Linked DNA regions of Oryctolagus cuniculus: regions 1 and 3 are each linked to region 2. A link is a contact called in public Hi-C and Micro-C data. All regions are on one chromosome and are shown on one strand. The core of a region is the stretch at or near the end of the contact, and the rest is flanking DNA. Distances in the headings are between cores, read along the strand shown. Region 1 holds the start of WFIKKN2 (WAP, follistatin/kazal, immunoglobulin, kunitz and netrin domain containing 2). Region 2 holds the start of SPATA20 (spermatogenesis associated 20). Region 3 holds the start of LOC100340343 (ankyrin repeat domain-containing protein 40).

The links. Hi-C and Micro-C count contacts between places; a contact is called where the count stands out from the background.
Region 1: a contact with region 2 is called in a Micro-C map of ear pinna, with 4 times the contacts expected there. The contact joins the promoter of WFIKKN2 here to the promoter of SPATA20 in region 2. A contact is called at or near these places in 3 of 6 Hi-C or Micro-C datasets (ear pinna, psoas muscle and an unstated tissue).
Region 3: a contact with region 2 is called in a Hi-C map of skin fibroblasts, with 4 times the contacts expected there. The contact joins the promoter of LOC100340343 here to the promoter of SPATA20 in region 2. A contact is called at or near these places in 4 of 6 Hi-C or Micro-C datasets (ear pinna, embryonic fibroblasts, psoas muscle and 1 more).

Annotation. Positions count from the first base shown.
Region 1 is chr17:26,660,964-26,665,247 of mOryCun1.1, reverse strand. It overlaps WFIKKN2 (WAP, follistatin/kazal, immunoglobulin, kunitz and netrin domain containing 2), which reads right to left and starts at 2,320. Exons shown (of 2, transcript XM_051825510.2): 1 at 1,145-2,320. The coding sequence starts at 1,342.
Region 2 is chr17:26,444,694-26,449,201 of mOryCun1.1, reverse strand. SPATA20 (spermatogenesis associated 20) reads right to left here and starts at 1,829. Exons shown (of 16, transcript XM_051825546.2): 1 at 1,673-1,829; 2 at 567-746; 3 at 395-459; 4 at 100-254; 5 at 1-25. The coding sequence starts at 1,749.
Region 3 is chr17:26,582,337-26,586,414 of mOryCun1.1, reverse strand. LOC100340343 (ankyrin repeat domain-containing protein 40) reads left to right here and starts at 2,766. Exons shown (of 5, transcript XM_002719290.5): 1 at 2,766-3,149. The coding sequence starts at 3,016.

The sequences.
Region 1 (4,284 bases), core at 1,071-3,570, 220 kb before region 2:
GAAATTTGAGGGATCCTCAGGATACTGTTCAGCTTCAGGGGGGCCAGAAGGCACCCTTGGGCTACCTGAGTCCCCACCCCACAGGTGCCTCCTTCCCAAAGACGCAAGCTCAGCCAGGGTTGTGCTGTCCCCAAGCCCCGCCCGATTTGTCGGGCCAGTCTGTGCCAGAAGAAGAGATCTCCCTGTAAATGTAGCCCCCTAGCCGATGGGCACAGCCCCCACCCAAATCTCCTTGGCTTCCTCTCCCTGGGCATCACCCGTACCCACTGGCAGCATCTGTCCTGAGGACTCTGACCATTGCCCCCAGGCCCTGTGGGGCAGAGGCCACTCGACCCAGGGCAGCCCTGGGCTCTCACGTGGGTGACCGGGCATCTACAGGAGCTCCAGGTTCTCTCACGTTCCCTGGTGACGCCCAGTCCGGACTTGGAGCCCTGAGAAACTCCACGCTGTTCTCAGAGCTGGCCAGGCCGGGCAGGAAAGTGGCTGTGCCTGCAGCAGGTGTAGGCACCACGGGCCCTCTGCCCCTGGGGAGTGGGCATCGATGGCCCCTGAGCGTGGCCTGGGAGCCAGGAGCCCTGCTAGCTGCCGAGTCCTCGGACGAGGATCAGAGGCAGGACCAAGGAATCTGGTAGGGCTGAAACTCATGTGCTTCCCCCCGGGGACACGGGAGTGCGTTCAGGGCGGGGCTGGCCCTGCCTTCAGGCAGCCTGGATGCGCTCTGCGTAGGGAGAATGGAGGCAGGCCTTGTCAGACAGACACAGGTTGCCAGCCTACCCTGGCCTCGCTCTGCACAGCCACTCTCCCCTGCCTGCCTGCTGCCCACCGTGCTGATGTGCCTGGCAATCCACACACGACGTGCCTGGTACAACGTGAGCTCACTGCAGCCCCCAGCCAACAGGACGGGGGGATCCGTGGGGTCCTGGTCCCCAGGGAACTCACACATCACATCCACCTCTTCTTCCAGGCCTCGGGGTTAACCGACAGGCATCAGGCCCTGTTTATCTCCAAGTGGACGGGGCCTGTGTCCCTTCACAGTCCTGGACCCTGCGGGGTACTCCCGCGTGGTCCCCACCCGGCAGCTTCCCTACCCCCCACCGTCCCACGTACTCACGTGGCCCACCTGGGGTTCTGGAGTCCCACTCACCTGGTCGGTCTCACATTCCCGCTTGCAGGTGCTCTGTGCATCCACCCAGAGGTTGGGGTTCATGTCGTTGGGGCAGACGCCAGCATGGGAATAGCGGATGGGTGGCGGCGCCAGGCCTCGCGGGGGCACCCCAAGCAGCAGCAGCAGCAGCAGCCCCCAGCGGGTCCAGAGCCGGCGGCGGCACCCCAGGGCCCACATGGTACGGACTGCGATGGCCAGAGACCTCCCCTGTGACGACGCCAGGGGCTGGGGCCCACCGGGGCCTTCTTCTCCGGGGCTGGAGACACCTGCCCTCCCCACCCCAGCAGGTCTCCTTGCTCAGGCGGCGGCGGCGGTGGCGGCAGCGGCTGCTGCTGTGGCTGCCTCCACCAAGTCAGTGCAGCCTGCTGGGCTGTGCGGCTTCAGATAAAAGAAAGGTCTTTGGAAGGAAACTCCCCTCCTGGGTGTGCAGGGAGAGGAGCCGCAGCAGGGGCCTCCAGCTGGATTTATATCCTGGGCGCGCCACCCGAGTGGGAGCGAGCTAACCTGACGCCTGTCACAGGCAGGCTGCTGGCGCCTCTGTCCCGTGGCTGATCACAGACTTATTGCAGAAGGGGGGAAAAAAAAGCTGGAAGCAGTTTAGGCAGCGTATCTGGCACGGTGGGACACCTGCTTGTTTTTGACTCCAGGAGGCCTTTAACCCCTTCCAGAGCCAGAAATGGCATGTGCTTTGGGGGAGCTGGCTCCGGGACACGCAAGCTCACTGCAAAGAAGGATTTGTTTCCCTCTCCGGCCCCCCCTCGCCCCGCTCCTCGGGGCCGGGCCCCCTCCTCCCCTGTGGCCACCTCTACAGAACACACGATCGCTTGTTACAAGGAGGGACCTGCAGCCGCCGGGTTAGCGTCGCCCGGCTCGATAGTACATTTGAGAGCAAATGACGTGGAAAAATAACAAGTTCACGGCCATAGCAGGGCGGGCCTGAGCAGCGCCGTGCTGTGTAAGCCGACTCCCACCCCAGCACCAGGTCCCCCTAGTTGGGGAGGGGGGCGGTTTGCGCACCGACAGTTCCCTGTCTCTGGGCCCCTGGCAGTCTGCGACTTAAGTCCCAGCTTGGGGGAGTGTTCCCCAGATCATTCCAGGGACACCTACCCGCTGAGCTCCACTCCCCGGCGCCCGGGACGTATCACGTTCCTCGTCCTCCATGGACACTTGTCGGCTCCAGGAAAATCTACGCGGTGACAGCGGCTCGGGATCGCGCTGCCCAGCCAAGCTGCCCTCGCCCATGACCCACTGCGGCCGGTCCTCTGTGAGCTCTTTCTTCGCGCCAGGCACCGTCTAGGCACAAGTCTGGGGAGGGGGATTGGAATAGGAGAGGGCAGGCAGCTTGCTGGAGGTCACGCACGGTGAGCAGCCACGGTGACACCGGCTGCCGCGTGTCTGGGTCTCCCTGTGTGCCAGGGTCACCCTTGGCACCATTTCACTCCACTCGTGCAACAAGCCCCGATTCAGGTTTGAGGAGAGGACGCACAGAGAATCTAAGCATGGCCCGGACTGCACAGCTCCATGGGCCCCCCCGCTCAGCGCAGGAGGCAGGGACACCGTCCCTCTGGGTGTGGGCAGGGGCCTCTGGCACCACCCTTCCCCCACCCATCTGTCGGAAGTGCTGTCGAGGCCCAGCCCTGACTGTGGTTCCTACAGACTGGACGCCAGCGGCGGTGTTTGTGGAAGGGCTGGGAAGCCAGCCAGAGGCTGCCAGGGCTGGGGGCAGGAAATGGCTGGGATCGACAATGCCACACGCTGAGTGTTTGGGTGTCGGTCACTGGATCTTGGGGAAGCGGGAGGGGCCTCGCCAAGGCCAAACCGCCTGGGCTTCTAGGAGCGGTGACCGAGCTGCCCTGTCTGGGGGAAACGCACGCGTCACAGCTGGAGGGCGTCTCAGTTGAAGGGGAAACTGAGGCCCAGGCTCAGGCCTCTAGGTGCAGCAGGCCCCGTTTCCCCTCCCGGAAGCCAGCGCAGCGCCTAATTGGACTGTGAAGAGGCTGCGCGCCCCGTGCCTCCCCTGCAGACTTTTCCTCTTTCGCGCTGGGTGGTGCCTTGCTTGCCCTCCGGAGCTGCCTCCTTCCCGGTGTGGGTTCTTCTGTCTTCCCGGCTCACGTCAGATCGCTAATGAAGGGTGTCAGATCCTAATCCTCTAACTGATTGGAATAAACCTCCCTCCGAGGCCAGTCCCAGTAATGAAGCCAGACAGCGGGCGACGCCGGCTGCTTTGAATTCCCTGTAATTTCATAAACTCGTGTTCCAGCTGCTCCGAGCCAGGGCCTCAGCACAGCCCTCAGCCCGGCGCACCCTGTGCAGCCTGGTTTGATATCGCAGAGGGAAATGGACAGTGACACGTTTCTAAGCAGGGCGTGGAAGGATTGTCAGGGCCCCAGGACTCGAGGATGAGAGTCCAGGGAGAGGAGGTGCATTTCTGGGAGGCGGTGGAGACCGTGGGAGAGAGTGGGGGGAGCAGCAGGAGGGCGAGGGGGGGAGCAGAAAAGCAGGAACTCGCCCTCCTGGCCTCGCTGCCCGAGTTGATGGAGCAAGGGCGCACGGGCCCCACTCCTGGCCACTGTGCTCCGAGAACACAGAGCAGCGTGCAGAGCGCAGGGGCCCCGGGATGCTCTGGCTCTCCCTCTCAGCCCTTGCAAGTCTCCCACCGAAACACAGCTCGGAACAATAAATAACATCTGATCGGGGCTGGGAGCCCACCCAGCCGACCGTGCTACATCATCACTGCTGACCTCACGGCCGGGAGGGGAGACCCAGTCCTGGAGAGGCTTAGGCCCGGCCTGCCCAGGGTGGGGGTGGGGTGCCCAGGCCCGTCCCAGCCGTGGCATGGCTGTGGGCAGGGGCAGACCTTCCCCTCCCCTCCTCCGACCCCAGCCTGCGCTCCGTGCAAGCTGGCGCCGGCTTCCAGCCCCTCCACAGAGCCTGGCCGCCCTTGTTTAGCAGCCGCTCTGGGAGTGCTGGGAAGGCTCCTCCTGTGCGCCCTCCTTCCCAGAGCCCCTCCGCCTGGCTCCCTTCCCGGCCCACGGCGTGTCTGCCTCCCTCATACTCCTCGCACACCACATGACCCAGTGCAGGCTCCTGCCCAGGGGCTCATCTGCCCAGGCCCCCCA
Region 2 (4,508 bases), core at 580-3,079:
GCCAGCCCCCGCCACTGCTGGTGGCCTGGCAGGGAGAGAGGGCAGGCATGAGGGGCGCGGTGCCAGCACGCACCCCGGCTCGGAGGCAAGACGGCTCACCTGCACGAACGTCATGTACACCTTGTCCACATCCGGCCGCTCCTCCCGGTCCACCTTGACACTGACAAAGTCCTCACTGAGCAGGCGGCCGATCTCCTCATTCTGGAACGACTCCTCCTCCATCATGTGGCACCAGTGGCAGGTGGAGTACCCCACTGCAAGGGGAGGGGCCGCGGTTTTGGGGGCCATGATGGGGCCAGGGGCCTGACCTGCACTTTCGCAGCCACCCTTAGTCCCACCCATTGCCACAGCCGGGTGGGGGTGGCCCACTCCAGGGAAGGGGGAGGGGTGTTACCTGAGAGGAAGATGGGCTTGTTTTCCTTCCTGGCCTTGTCGAAGGCTTCCTGTCCCCAGGGGTACCTAGGCCCAGGGCAGGGTGGGGCATCACTGAGCAAGCAGCCTGGTGGCCCAGGAAGGTTGCAGGACCCCAGCTGCTGGGGGGGGGGGGCAGGGGGAGGCGCGCTCACCAGTCCACGGGGTTGTAGGCATGTTGGAGGAGGTACGGTGACTTCTCATTGATCAGGCGGTTGGGTACCCTCTGGGGCGCAGATGGGGTACTACTGGGCCGGCTTCCTTTCCCTCCAGCAGGCATGGGCACGGAACTACTGACCGATGCACTTCGGTCCTTGTCCCGGGAGGAGCTACCCCTGGCGTGGGCAGGTGGGTCACGCAGGCGAGGGCCCCCCGCACCTGCTCCCAGGTCCACCCCAGAGCCCACCGCCCTCCTCCCAGCCCTCGGCGGCCCTCGTGGGATGCCGGCTCCCGGCCCAGCCCACCTTTCTGAGCCACGGGGGAGACTGTGGCCTTTGTGCTCCCCCTTGTGTTTGGGGGGGGGTGAGGACAGGTGGCTCATTGGGGGCTCCCTGCCAGGTTCGTCTCCCCCAGACTTTCGGACCCGGCGGTGGGAAGGATGACTGTGAGGTCGGGGGAGTCACAATGGACAGAATGCTCCTCGGAGCTCCATTCTCTCCCTGGAAGCGGCCCCTCCCCAGGGCGAACCCACCTGCAGTGGCTGGGTGCGTGGCCACTGGCAGTGCCTGGACTGGCCAGGAAGACTGGGGTCTAGGGCTGGACCAGGGAAAGACAGACACAGGGGACACCCTCACTCAATGCCTTCCCATGGGCATTTCTGGGGGGGGAGGCAGATCAGCAGCCTGGGGGACACCAGACCGCCAGCTCAGGGAGCCCAGCCGGGGAGGGTGAATGCGCTCTGGGGTGGATCTGAACTACGACAAATCTGTAGCAATGAAGGAACGTGACAGGACAGAAGTGCTGTTGGGGAAGGTCCTTTGGCCAGCCCAGGAGGGGCTCATGGAAGGCTTCCTGGAGGTGGCTTTGGAGCAGTCCCGCGGGGAACCAGCCCTGCAGGCTGAGGAGGGCGGGGAGACGGGCTTCCCCGAGGGGGGGGCCGGGTCGCGGAAGCAGATGGAGGGGCGTGGGGGTTTGACCAGGCATGCAGGGGCGGTGGGGGCAGCCCCTGGGGATCAGAGCCCAAGGGACGGCCACGGGGCCCCACTGCAGGCACAGGGCCTGCCGCCGCGGCCCGCTCGCTCGCTCGCCCGCCCTTCCGTACCTACGGCTCGCAGCGAGGCTCGGCCCGGCGCGGGGCAGCAGTTGGCCGCGGCCCACCCAGGCCCGCGCGCCCAGCATGTCTGCTCGGGGCCGTGGGCCCGGCCGCGGAGGACTGGAACCGAGGGCGTGAAGCTGCGAGGGGTGGGCGGGGCGCCGGCAGAGCCTCGGGCGGGTCCTAGCCCAGACGCCGCGCCGCGTGGGCGGTCTCCGAGCGCCGCCGGGTGGCCGAGCGCAGAATCGCAGGCCGGAGAGCCTGGGCTTGGGAGGACCTCCGTCTGCTCAAAATTGGGTTGGACTCGGCTTTCTCGTCCCCTGATGCGAGAACACAGGGTTATGAGTTGCTAGGGCCGTGGAATGTCTGAGGCTCAGCTTAATTCTGCCAACGAATAGGAAGCGAGGCCCAGCAGGTGCACCCATCTCAAGATCCCCCGCTGGAAGCCTTCCCTGAGTAATAGCGATGAGCTGACTCTGTGTCCCACCACACACGGCATGCTCCCTGCATTTGCAGCATACTGCCCTTATTGTCCCCTGCCTGCCACTCTGCACTGGCTGTACATTAGTAGGCAGGGAGAGACAGCACTCCTGCTCTCATGTTGCTCACCATCTCACATGCTCACCACGCATGTGAAGATACAAACACCCACTGTGCCATGTGCCATGAGCAGGTATAACAAGGGATCTGATCCGGTGGAAAGCTTCCTTGAGGAATCACATTTGTGTAGTAGCCATGGAGGACACGAGGAGGGCAGTGGAGGGAACGTGGCTGAGTGGAGAAGTAGGCAGAAGGGACTGTATGTGCAAAGGCCCTATGGCACATCGGTGAGTCACGACCCAGGACCTGCAGGAAGCTGGTATGGCTGGACACAGAGCAGAGCAAAGACAGCCTGGTGGATGAGGCAGGAGGCAGGGGAGGAGGGCAGGAGCCAGGTCTGGGAGGGACTTGTGGGCTACAAGGAAGGCATCTCTGATGGCAGCAGAGGGACGCTGGTGAAAGGCTTAGGCGGGACAGGGAGCCAGCGGGAGCTGCGTTTTTGGAAAGATCCTGCCAGCTGCCCAGGGGAGAAGGGACCAGAAAGGGCCAGGGTGGGAGCAAGGGCAGTGTGGGAGCCGGAGCAGCCCCCAGGGGAGACAGTGGAGGTCTCCCAGGGTGGTGGTGGTGGACCAGAGGCTGGGAGAGGAGCAAGTGGCATCAGAACTAGCACTGAGCAAGACGAGAGCGAGCGTGGGGTCAAGGGTGACTCGCAAGGCAGGGGCATTCCCCAAACAGAGCCCGGCTGGGCTGGGGCCGGGGGTTCGTGCGGTCATTCTGGACCTATTGGCTGGAGGTGTCTAGGATGTCCACATGGACATGGGGATGTCCAGGCTTGAGCACACAGGACAGGCTGTCGGGAGAGAAGAATGGGGCCTCTACTGTAGGATGACCCTCCGGAGGAGGAGTGAACAGGGGGCGGGGCCCAGCCAGCCTGCGGGACACAGCCAGGGAATGCAGTGTCTACGCCATCAGACTCCTGAGAAGCCAGCCAGGACCAGCTGAAGAAGGCGAGCCTGGGGTGCAAGGGACACGGGCGTGGCGTGGGAGCACACACATGGCCACCTCCTGGGGAAGGGACTCTCAATAGATACTCAGCCCTGAGGACACCTCAGTGAGACGGGTGCACTGAGTCGCAAGGGAGCAAGGGGCTAGGGTACCCCCTGGATGCGAGGCCAGCTGGCTCCTGCAACAGGCAGGTCGTGGGCAGCAGGCCTGGTCCCAGAGTCCTTGAAGAGGACAGAGACGGAGAGGGGATGTGAGGGGAACACTGGGAAGCAAATGAAGACACACGGGGCCAGTCCCCGGAGGTGTGCAGGAGTGAAGGGACCCAGGATTCTGGGAGGGAGGCTTGGCCGACTGTGGCCTGCCCGGGGCAGCGGAGGATGCGCCCGGCTGGAGGGAACTGGGGTAAGAGCAGGGAGCACGCAGCCTGCTTCAGTTTGGGCGAGACCCGGCGTGACAATGAGACTTCAAGTGTGACTTGGACAAGGGCAACTGGGCGCTGGAGGGTGGCCACGTCATACTCCGGGCTGCCGGGCCAGGCGGAGTGGAGGTAAGATCTGGGCGAGGTTGAGCTTGAGCCACGCCCCCAAGCATCCCAAGAATGTGTTGGAGTGGCTGCCCCAGGCAGGGCGGAGGGCGGCCACTGTGGGGGAGCAAGGTCGCCCTGCTCTTCTCTGTGGGCAATGAAACGGATCCCCGGGGAACCCTGGGGCCCAGGTGGGACAGGCACAGAGTTGGGGGCAGGGGTCAAGCAGGAGAGGGCTGGCCCCAGAGGGAGGGACATCCCCCCTCCCATTCTCCCCCCCCCCACCTCCCACCCCGCCATGCGCACAGTGATCTCATCAGGAAGGAAGCCTTGGTCTCGTTGAACAAGGAAACAGAGGTACACACCAGGTCAGGGAGCCTTGTAACCACTTATTACTAAGTGATTATCCTTATTAGCAACTTTAAACCGGGGTGCAGAGTTTTGAGCCCTGTGGGTCTGACCGCTCTAGTCCTGTAGGCTGGGGTAGCCACGTGGGTGGGACTGGGACCCCTCCCCCAACATGAAATACCAGACCTGCCTAAACCCCAGGAAGGCTGTTTCTTGCCAGTCCTGGGGAAGGTGGTTGGCAGGGAGAGCTGGACTGCGGGAGATTCAGGAAACAAAGGGGCGTGGCCTCCCGCACTCGGTCCGTGCCCCCTACTGCGCTGTTCTCAGTTCCTGAAGGTTGTGGGCTGAGCAGTTCCTGGCCCCATCGGTCCGACTGTCCCAGGTGAGCCCAGCACTTGGTCAATATTTGCTGGGCCCAGCCGGTGGAGT
Region 3 (4,078 bases), core at 1,517-4,016, 140 kb before region 2:
CTTACAGGGTGTTAGCCATCACAAAGCACACCAAACACCAGAGTAAGGGAAAAGGTTTATTGGGGAAAACCCAGCAGACTGGAGGGGAGGGATGAAGAAGGATAAGAGAGAGAAAGAGAGTATAAGAGAGACAGAGGAGAGGAGCTGGTAAGGAGAGAAGATAGAGCAGAGAGAAGGGAGATAAGAGGAGGAGAGAGAGCAGAGGAGAGGAGCCAAGAGAGCCGTGTTCCGGAACAGGCCCTTTTAAAACTTTGCCCCAGGGTGGGCAGGGAAGTAGGAGCAGCAAATCCCATTAGGGTGGGGGTGGAACTGGACAACAGCGTTTGGGCCATGTGGCCACCTGGCTTTCAGCAATGGCAGCGGGGACTAGAGCCTAGGATGTAAATCAGGGTGTAGATCACGCCATAGATAAAACTGAGCCAGTTTCCTAACACAGGGTCGTCATGAGGATTAAATGAGATCATTCATGTACAGTACTTAGCACAGTGCCTGGGTGTGAGTTGACGGTAGTAGACAGAATATCGTAATAGTTATTAAATGTCCTCCAAATTCAAAAGTGAAATTCATGATCGAACCTCAAATCTACTCTTCCTCCATTGTCCCAAATCTCAGCAAATGGCACCACTATCGAATCAGTCAGAGGCCTGGACATTATCTTTGCTGACCACCACTGCCCTCTGTTCTATCAGGAGCTCTCCCCGGTTTAACTACATTGTAACATATCTATGTTTACTGAGTGTTTCTAAACGGCCAGACATTACACATATTCCTTCATTCAATCCACAGAACACGCCTGCAAAGCAAGTGCTCTTATTGTCATCCCTATTTTTGCAGAATTTGAGGCTCTGGAGGTTTTGGTAACTCACCCACAATGAGTTGAGTGGCAAAGCTGGTTGACAAACCGAGGCATTTTGGCTTTTATCCTCCTGTTCACAACCCCTGTGCCTCATGTCATCCTGCTTCGATCACAAGGCCTGTGACAGTCTTATTGTTTGTCTGGTCACCAAGCAGACTGTGTTCTCTCAAGTCAGGAATTCTGATTTGTTTACAGTTGCATTCTCAGTAAAAAGAACAGTGCTTAGCAAACAGTAAGTGCTTAATATACACACCAAGAGCTAGGTAATTCCCTAGAGACAAGGCCAAGTTCAGACACAGTAGTTAACACCTTATCTGTGGGGGTCAAAGATCCCCAGGTACTAAGCAGTGAGCCCTGTATTTATATACTATGTTTTTTCCCTATACATACATTAATTTATAGTAACATTTTAACAATAACCAATGATAAAATAGAACAATTACAACAATGTATTGTAATAAAAGTTACTTAAAATTTATACATTGCTTTTTCCTGGAATTTTCCACTTAATTTTTTTTTAAAGATTTATTTATTTGAAAGGCAGAGTTACAAAGAGAGAGAAGAGAGACAGAGGTTTTCAGTCTGCTGGCTCACTCCCCAAATGGCTACAATGGTTAGGATTGGGCCAGGCCCAAGCCAGGAGCTTCTTCAAGGTCTCCCACATGGGTGCAGGGGCCCAAGGACTTGGAAGACTTCTCTTTGTCTCTCTGCCTCTCCTTTTCTCTCTGTGTAACTCTGACTTTCAAATGAATAAATAAATTTTTAGAAAAAAAATTTCAATTGGGGAAAAAAATAAAAAGGTAACCTCCAGCAGAGTTCCAGTTTGCCAGGGGGGTCGGTGGGTGTGTGGTCTGTTTGGGTTCTGCACCACCCTACCACCCGCTGTGTCTTGTGTTCTCTGTGATTTGCTGTATCATAATAAACAGACGTTGGCTTTTCCTAAATAGTAGCCAGCAAAATGCTTGCTGAGCAGCCCCTGGCAGCCCCAAGAGATGGAAATGAAAACTGCATGCCTAAATTCGTCCCTTCCTATTTCATCTCCTCTCTTTGTCCCCAGGGCTGTTTCCTTAATCCTTCTGACCCCATCTGCAGAGCTGCAGCCGGTGCCACATGGAGGATTTCTCCCAGGCACCTGGGCTCAGCAGAATAGCATTTTCTTTTTCTCCCACTGGGTAGGAAGGAGGCTCTGGGCCTCATCAGAGAGATTAGACCAGGAATCGGGCCAGGTGCTGTTTATACATGCAGGAGCCGCCTTTCCCCAATGCCTGGGACCAGGACCCAGAGAACGCCAAAGCTTCTCTGGCGCTCTACTTTCCTCCTTACATGGCCTTCCGCAGAATAATTCATTATGATTTATGAGCAGTAACAAATTACAGTTTACAAACTGTAAGCACCATATAAATATTTCTCCTGCAAAGCAACTTAAGTCCCTGTTTAAAAAGGAGGTCTGGAGTAACAACAGCTGAAATACATATTCTAAACTGAATGGCCCCAAACACTGTCAAAAAGAAGAAAGCACTGCATAATCTACCTCTGCGGTAGCGGGCATATTATAGCACGATCGTTTTCAGTCCACTTCCCCACCCTGCTGGGCAACAATTGGCTCAGATAAGGAAAAAAGAGCCAACCACACTGGAAAATAAAACAGCAAAAATCAGCCCACTAATTATTTTTCTTGCCTGGTAAACAGCCTGTGCCAGAGGATAAGGCCTTTCTGGCTCTCAATATGCTTTTTTTCTCTTTTCATATGTCTATCCTCCTCCCTTGAAGCGGTGGGTGGGGAGGTCTAAAAATAGTCAATGAATCACAACAGATAACATTGTGCAGTAAGTTACATAAACAGGCAGCCCGGCCGCCCGGGCCGTGGGTCGGAACGGAAAGTATCTGGGTCAGCGTTGTCACACTGAAAAGGGTCCCCCGGAGCCGGCCTTCGGGAGGCGCGGCCGGGGAGGAGGCCGGGGCCTGCGGGCCGGGAGCAGCGGGGAGCCGCGGGGAGCGAGCAGAGAGCCCCGGGCCGGGCGCGGGTGGCGGCACGAGCAAGGCTGGGCGAGCTCCGCGCTCCCTCCCCATGGCCGGGAGCGGACGGCGGCGGCGGCGGCGCTGACAGGCCCGGGGCGGGGAGGGCGGGCCCGGGCGGGGGCCTAGGGGCCGCGGGGAAGATGAGCGCCCTCCTAGAGCAGAAAGAGCAGCAGGAGAGGCTGCGGGAGGCCGCGGCCTTGGGGGACATTCGGGAGGTGCAGAAACTGGTGGAGAGCGGGGTGGATGTGAACTCCCAAAATGAGGTCAACGGCTGGTAAGTGGGGAGCGGGGGAGGCCTAGGTCAGGGCAGCCAGCCTGGGGGTGGAGCAGTCGGCCAGGGCTCCGGGCTAAGGTGAGGCCTGGCGCCTCGGGCCTCCAAGGTTGTACCTTCCTGAGGCCGGCTTTAGCCAACCCTCCTCCCCCGCCCCGCGCAATCAAATCCTAGCCCACGTGGTCCACCCTGGGCAGCGCCCACCCAGTCCCCTGTGGCCCCTGGCTAACTTGGCTGGAACATACTGGGATAGGTCATTTTAGCCAGTGTGTGCCCTGAGGCTCACTCCACTTCCAGTGTTTCTGAAGAAGGCAGTGCAGAGCTAAAAGCTTAGCAACTGAGCAAATATGCATCTTAAAACTAGCATGATTTCTGTCTTTTTTTTTTTTAAGATTTATTTTATTTATTTGAAAGAGTTAACAGAGAGAGGTAGAGACAGAGAGAGAGGTCTTCCATCCGCTGGTTCACTCCCCAGATGACTGCAAAGGCCGGAGCTGTGCCCATCCAAAACCAGGAGCCAGGAGCTTCTTCCGGGTCTCCCATGTGGGTGCAGGGGCCCAACCACTTGGGCCATCCTCTGCTTTCCCAGTCCATAGCGGAGAGCTGGATCGGAAGAGGAGCAGCTGGGTCTCGAACCGGCGCCCATATGGGATGCTGGTGCTTCAGGCCAGGGCTTTAACCCTCTGTGCCACAGCGCTGGCCCCAAGCACAATTTCTTTAGCCAAGACCAGAAAGGGGGGGGGAGACCCAAAACACCAACACTTGTGTCACTGTTGCGTCTGTTACTGTCTTACTGCGGCAGGGATTTGCTGCTACCCACAGCTGCCGCCTGGGGTGGGGACTGTCTGGCCCTGCTAAGGCAACCGCTGGCGGGACTCGAGATTCAGGCTAACTTTGTATGGCACCCAAATGATGATGTAGGTATCCGGATG